2 separate regions of the Sus scrofa genome follow, and region 1 is linked to region 2. The links are chromatin contacts, called in public Hi-C maps. All regions are on one chromosome and are shown on one strand. The core of a region is the stretch at or near the end of the contact, and the rest is flanking DNA. Distances in the headings are between cores, read along the strand shown. Region 1 holds the start of SH3YL1 (SH3 and SYLF domain containing 1). Region 2 has its middle 24 kb from the start of TMEM18.

What was found. A called contact is a pair of places that touch in the nucleus more often than the background predicts.
Region 1: a Hi-C map of retroperitoneal adipose tissue shows a contact between it and region 2, with 4 times the contacts expected there. The contact joins the promoter of SH3YL1 here to the enhancer-like site in region 2. A contact is called at or near these places in 2 of 5 promoter capture datasets (fetal liver and liver), 18 of 47 Hi-C or Micro-C datasets (adipose tissue, alveolar macrophages, brain and 12 more) and 1 of 2 datasets of contacts at active chromatin or transcription factors (skeletal muscle).

The regions. Positions count from the first base shown.
Region 1 is chr3:132,683,877-132,687,552 of Sscrofa11.1, forward strand. It overlaps SH3YL1 (SH3 and SYLF domain containing 1), which reads left to right and starts at 1,619. Exons shown (of 11, transcript NM_001244340.1): 1 at 1,619-1,661. The coding sequence starts at 1,661. ACP1 (low molecular weight phosphotyrosine protein phosphatase) reads right to left here and starts at 917. Exons shown (of 5, transcript XM_021087954.1): 1 at 738-917. The coding sequence starts at 780.
Region 2 is chr3:132,446,546-132,450,039 of Sscrofa11.1, forward strand. No RefSeq gene overlaps it. Among named protein-coding and RNA genes, the nearest start is that of TMEM18, 24 kb to the left of the region's middle. Within about 2 kb of position 1,681, at least 13 of the 83 cell types and tissues checked have an H3K27ac peak or open chromatin away from gene starts, as enhancers often do. A contact at or near this core is called in adipose tissue and retroperitoneal adipose tissue, where this site is marked.

The DNA.
Region 1 (3,676 bases), core at 369-2,868, 240 kb after region 2:
AAAGTGCACTTCATTTTGAGTAAGGGAGGCTAACTGCTGAAATCCTAAAAATCAAAATAATTCTGAGCTGGAAGTTACCTGAAGAATTAAAACATTTTAAAAATTCTTTATTTTCATGTATAGGAACCCCGGTACACGGGCTGTCATGGCGACCTGGGGAATCCGGCTGCCTGATCTAGCTGTTATAACCAAATCCTAAACCCTCCCATTCCATCCGCCTTCAGGTCAGATCCACTTGTGGGCAGTGGCCAAACAAGCCAACAAGCCAGTGTTGTCAGGGGTTTCCGGGAATCAGGAGGCCCTTAAGAGACAAATCAATCCAGCGGCGTTGGGTCTATGGGATGAAGATGAAAAAGGGATGCTAGGCCGGTGCAATGCCTGGAGTGCAGGTACTCCGCGCGGGAGGGGCCTCGGTCTTGGGGAAAGAGCTGTGCAGAAGTGAGAGGCCCAGGCCTGCACCGAGGACCGGGCAGGGGACAGGGGATCCGACGTGGAGACAGGACTGAACAGGGGAGAGGGGACGCCCTTGGAGAGAGAACCCGGCACGTTAAGGAGACCCCGCCTGCAGAGCGGCCAGGGCAGCTGCGCGACGTGGAGAGAGCGCGGCGCCCCATCCGACCCTCAGGTCTCCCCTCTCTGGCCTCCTCCCCTTCACCGTCCCTGCCCAGCGGCGCAGCCCAGAGCTCACGGAGCCCACCCCAGCCCTCCAGATTGGGGTTAGATCAGCGGCGTCTCACCCAGACACACGAACAGCACCGACTTAGTCACCTGCTCGGCCATCTTCCCGCGCGCAAAGAGGCGCCCAGTAACCGCGTCGAACTGCTTCCGGCGCGGCGCAGGCGCACTGCCAGCAACCCGCGCCACGCGCCTGCGCAGTCCGACCCCGCTCCGCCTAAAGAGAGCGTGCGGTCTCGCGCCTGCGCATTCTGGCCCGAGCGCCGAGAGAGGGAGGAGGAGCCGAGAGCCACCTGCGGGGGGTGGGGGGACTAGGGGCGGGGAGGGGGCGGGGCTGAGGGCCACCTGGAGGGGGAGGGGCTCAGTGGGGACGAATTCAGGTCACAGGGCTCGGTGACGTGACCACCCGAGGGCGGGGGAGGGCGTAGCCCCGAGCTCCACCCCAGAGATTAGGGGCCACAAACTGAAGCCTGAGAGGCGGGGCCTCATCGGTCCCCAAGGGTCCTCGGAGAGTCAGGGGTCAGTCCTGGGGTTCAGTTGAGCGTCCCTCACCCGGGCCGCGCGGCCGAACGTGCGGCCTGCTGTCAGGGGTGGGCGGGTTACCAAGGGCGCCTCCCGGGGCCCCTGGACCCTCGACCCCTAGTCCCCCGGTCAGAACCGCCGCTCACAGTTCTCTCTGCGACAGGGCGGCCACCGGGCTGCCCAGTCGTCAAAGATGGGCTGCTTCAGGAGCAGCCCTGGGACCCAGGAAGGGGAGCGCACACCCTCCCTAGCTGCTGTTTTTGTCCTGCGAATACGTATAAAGTAGGTGCTTTGCCCTGGACCAAAGCGGGTGTTTACCTGCTCCCTCACCTGTCTCAGGTGCGCACCTCGCTAGACTGGTCCCTGCCCTGGGAGGCGGAGCCGAGCAGGGAGCGCCCTTCCTCTTCCTGGGTAGGTGTCCGCAGCTCGAGGGGCGCCGGAGCGGAGGAGGCTCGGGGTCACAAGTGAGTACAGGTGTCGGTGACGCCACTGAACCTCACCTGGAATCGGGACCACCCCTCTTATCCTGCTTTTAAAAAGTTTTGCTGGGGAGGGCAAATCTTCGGTGAAAGAGGGAGAAATGATGTCTTTGGGATTTTTTGCTGTTGCACATCTATTAATACTTAAATATCCCACAAGATGTCAGAAGTTAAGAGCTCCCTGGACTCTCCACAAAGGTGGCTGATTCAAGTGTAGCCCCAGGCGATTCAATTTACAGAAAACTTCTAAGGTTTTAATTTTAATCATCATAACTCATTTTTTGTTATTTGCGAATATGTAATATTTGAAAAGCCAAGTATTAGTTACTATCTTTTTCATTCCCATCTGTTTCAGTAGAGGTTCTGGTCCTTTTTTAGACAATTTGGGTTTAGATGCTTCTGACTGTGGGGCAGGAGTCATGGTCCCCCTGAGGTGAAGGGCCCAGGCCCTCTGCAGCTCACCTGGCCCTGCCTGTGATCAGCCATGGTTTCAGAAAACCTCTCGGGGCAGAGTGGCTGCTTCCCTGGGGCTGGGAGCACTGGACCACGTTGCTGAGGTGGTTTTCCCTTGCTTAAAAAAATGGGAAACTGCTCTGAATTGGTAGATGACCACAAGGTAATGAGATTTACCCTGCCAGCTGGAAATGTGTCATTCTCACTTCATTTCAACAAATAATTCAGTGTTACCCCTGCTGCTGCTGCTGAGGCTGAGTTGGAGACAGTGACACAGACAGGGGGCCCCTGCCCGACAGGGAGTAGGAAAGATGGTCCTGGAAGGTTCTACCAAAGGGGAGAAGTTTTCAGATTTTCTTCTGTATACAGAACACGAGTGTCCTGCTTTCTTGTCCTCATCAGAGTTTTTATTGAGTTGTGGAAGATGCTTGAATTAATAACGGGTTAGTTGGGAAATCTGCACACACCCACCTCAGCAAAATAACAGGTTTCCGTAGTACTGTTGAGTCCTTTGTGTGACCTGCTATTGGAAGATCTGTGCAGTGACCAGCTGGAGGTTAAAATAAGTTATAACTTCATCCTGTTTATCATGCTTAAATTAAAGAGGCATGGTGATATGGTTTACGAATGTTCTGCTGAAACAAAATGAGTTACTGCTACCTCTCATTTTTGTAAAATTAAAACAATTATTTAAAAGAAAGAAATCTTTGCTCATCCAGAGTGATTTGATGCTTTTATTCCATGCAGAATGTTTTCTCAGGGGATTTCTCACTGTTTAGAAATAAGGGCGCGGTGTCTGGGAAGAAGAGAATGTTGACAAGTTGAGGGGATGTTGCCACCCTGTTGCCGAATGACCAATGGTCACAAGTCCTGCACGTTGCCTTATGTGCAAGTGTGTCCTGATAAGACATCCTCCTAAGAGCAGGGAATTTTTGTTTTCTTTGGAAGGAATCCATTTTCACACTAAATGATCAGCCTGGAGTGGCAGGTGTAGTCCTGCTCTGAGTCTGAGAAAAAGTGAAGCGGATATAAGTCAAGGGTTTCCTCATGCCCGAAGTCATGCAGTCTGTCCTCTCATCCGAAGCCTGCGGTCAGGGGGACAAGGAAAGAAGCGCAGGTCAAACTAATGTTTGGGTTCAAATGATCAGTTTGAAGTTTGGATTAGATGGTTAATGACCTGACCAGTGAGACCTGTTTTGATTTCTAGAACTGACAAACGTTGTATCCTTAAGACAAAGGAATTAAACCCAGACCACAGAAAGATAAGAGTTAGTTTAAGAAACAATGGCCAGAGTTCCCGTTTGGCGCAGCGGAAACAAATCCGACTAGTATCCATGAGGATGTGGGTTTGATCCCTGGCCTCGCTCAGTGGGTCAGGGATCCTCTGTTGCTGTGAGCTGTGGTGTAGGTCGAAGTCGTGGCTTGGATTCTGTGTTACCGGGGCTGCAGCTTGGATTCTGCCCCTTAGCCTGGGGACGCCCTTATGCCGCTAGTGCGGCCCTAAAAAGGAAAAGAAAGAAAGAAAGAAACAATGGCCATAGTTATCA
Region 2 (3,494 bases), core at 431-2,930:
GTCCCCAGCCCATGCCAGCCCTTGTGACGGCCCCACAGGGGCAGGAGCCCTGACTGGTCGGTCAGAAGCTCAGGCGCCACCTGGGGAGGGGAGGCTTACGGGCCTGAGCCCTTGACCTGGGGGTCGGAGGCCATCTCCAGGGAGACAGCGTCAGGACCAAGCCCAGCCTGGGAGAGCTGCTTGGGGGCGAGCCACCCCCCAACCCTGGGACTTGGTGTCAGAAAGAGATTAAACTTGCTTTATTTCACTGAGCTCCTCATGCAGTCCGTCTCCTGGCACCCTTGCGCTGCTCCTGGGTGCCGCCCAACACAGAGACAATGGCCCAGAAAGAGATGGGAGCGGGTGGTGTCTCAGCAACTGGCGCCGGAGGCCACAGCCCGGTGGACCGAGAGCAGGGAGCACAGTGCTGTGTGTCGGGGAAATAAAAGACCAGTGCAAGGGAAATAAAGAAAAGACGTTTGGGGCGCGGGTAAAAGAAGTTCATAGAGCTATTTCAGTTTCATCATGGAAACTGCTGGGACCCCGTCAGCACATTTTTGGTAACGTGCGTAGAAGAAGTCAATGCCAATATCTTTGTCTGTGGGCAATGAGGGACCCAGACTCGGTAACCCGAGCGCCCTCAGAAGGAAACCCGATCAAGCCACTGGTCCAAACAGCGTTCGCTGCCAGGTATTGATAGATATTGATCCCGAGATCTCCAAAGTCGGGTTTGGAAATGATATGTTTCAACGCACTTTCGCACGAGCCACACATAAAAATAAACCGCAGTCCATCCAGCCTTGCGATGGAAGGTGACAGGCAGAGCGGGGACTTCTCCCCAATGTGCCATGTGTGGTGGCAGCAGGGGCGCCTGGTCCGGGAAGCGGCCCTAAGATGCCCAGCGTGGCTCCCCGAGGCTGGTTTGCCCTGGTTCCTACTCCGTAAACCTCCGGTCCTGCCTTGGTCCCAAATCTCAACCCCAGGAGGCAGACAGTGCAAGAGCCATCGGAAGGAGACTGCATTTAACGCAGGTAACGGCAAAGGGCACGTTGTGGTGGCCGATCCTGGTGACATGAGTGGGAAGACACAGGCTTTGAGGCTCTGTTTCTCACGGGGCCACCCCGGCCCCGCCCATAGGGTGTGGGGCTTCACATGATCCACCTCGGAATGAAACTGAGGCCTCGGCCGCAGGCCTGAGAAGAGGCACAGGTTTCCGAGTGGATCACGCCGAGCGCAGCGGGTCGCAGGTGAGGATTCTGGACTCCCCCCCGGGGACTCCGAGGGACACGGCACACTCGGAAGGGTCCTTGTGTTAGAGTGAATGGTGGGCAGATCCGGGTGGTCGTGGGCCTGCTTTGCCCCGAGACCCCCGAGCCGTGTGCACGCACAGAGCAGAGCACTGCTCGGCCCCCCGGGGATGCTGGGGTGGGCTTCCTGCAGCCTCGGATCGCGCCCACCCCTCCTCAGAAAGCAGCCCCGGGAAGAGTCCTTTGACACATCTCTGTCTGCTTAAGCTGGATTTCTGTTCTTAGTCAGGAGCACGCAGGCCGCGTGGGCCCTGCTCACCCTCCAGGTGCGCGTGGGACCCGCCAGAGACGGGGGACCACGTCCGCGGGCCCCCACCCCCACCCCCCGCGCGCGCTTCTCTCTGGGCCAGAGCCTGGGTTATTCAGAATTAGGGCAGCAGGGGGCGCTGCAGGCCCGCGCCTGACAAACGTCCCTCCGAGGCGGCAGGTCCCAGGCTGGGGCCGGGGCCAAGGTGCGGGAGCCGGGAAAGAGCCACCAGTCTCTAAAGTGTCCCCCGAAGTAAAAGCCACATTTCCGGTGGCCCTTGGGGGCGAGCTCCTCCGTTCACCTTACATTTCCTTCCCGCGCCCGAGGCCTCCCTAGGGTCCCTGCCCTTGGATGTGGCGATTCGGTCGGTCCTTCTTCTCGTCCGTCTGGGGATTTCAGCGTCTTCTTGGGTGGTGTTTCCGGGTGAAGGGACCCAGGCTTGGGCGGGTGGTGAGGAGCCAGGAGAGTCACAGCAGGGGCGGCACAGGCGGGAAGAGGAGAAAGGCACTGAGACGTCACGGCTCACAGCAGGGGCAGGGGAGGCTGCGGCCAAGGTGACACCGACCCTCCCAGGCACACGCCACTGGGACGCCCCTGCGCCTGCCTCTCCCGCCGCCTTCCAGCCACACTCACGCCAGGCTTGAAGCCTCTCTTGGCATCTCCCCTTGTTTTCTCTGGAAACCCTCCCTCCCTGTCACATTCCTTCGACTGGTCCCTCTCTGGTCACTTGGCGGCTCAGCCACCAGCTCCCCGTCTGGGCACTCCATGCACTTCACCTGTTCATTTCAAGCGTCCGTCGTGCTTTTCTCTCCGGAGTCAAACCCGCAGGGCCCCTCGCGTTGAAGATTCCCGGCCGCCCACCCCTCGCTGGTACCAATACCCCAAATGGCACCTGCGGGGTGGGTTTCTGTCATTGCTTCTTGGCGGAGGAGTTTCCTCAGATGAAACACCCTCCTCTCTCGCTCTCTCACCTACACCGCGGGAACCTGGCCAGAGGCTGGGCCGCTGCCCCCCTGCCCTGGAGACACCCCCCAGTGCGGGCAGGGAGCAGGTGAGGCTGCGCTGGGTGTGTCTTTCAGCAGCTGCAGGCAGGCGGCCTCTCCTCTCCCTCCCGGCCATGGAGGGAGCTCTCACGGGAAAGGAAGGGCACCGGGTAGAGCCATTCGATGCCCTGGAAACCGGGGCCTCTTCCCGCCTCTGCCCTGAGAGCAGGACCTCCCACCCCAGGCCACAGGCCTGCAGAGACCTGGGAGTAAAGCTGCAGCTCCGGGCTGGGGGGGTCCCGCCGAGGTGGGGGGGTGGGGGGTGAGGAGGGGCTGGGTGCAGATGCCGATCCAGACGCCCCAAGTGGCCGTGTCCCCACCACCCACCTCCCCCAGCCTCCCTGCATCTCGTTGTTTTCACGCCTGCGGCCGACCTTGTCCTTGCACTTCTGCTTCCAGGCTGGGAGCCTGAGGGCGCTGGGGAACGTGGCACCCGGATCCCCAGGCTGTTTGGGGCCAGCGTCTCGCCTCGTGTTCCAGAATAAATGAGTCGGCCTTTCCTGGACAAATGCAAGCAGCAGTATTTTGTTTCCAGACTCTTCCTTCTAAGGAGACAGTTCACCCGTCAGTGGCGAGACTCTTACTTTAACCCCAACTGCAACGCTAATTGTGAGAAACACCCACGAAGCTGGAAGGTTTGAAAACTAGTAACAGCTGCTGAGGAAAGTACGATTTCTTTGGTTTTATGGCTAAAACCACGTGCACAGATCACCGGATACACGCGGTGCCCCGCAGACACACACGTGCAGCGGGCAGGGGCCGGATCGATGTGGATCCGAGGTCGTGGTCTGAGTTCCCCAATTTCCTGAAGCAAAATACATGTGTCCACAGCTGACGCGGTCATTTTAAAAGAGAGCTGAACACACCACTCAAGGGTAGGCTTACAAAGCACTAGAAATAATTAAAACCAATTTCACA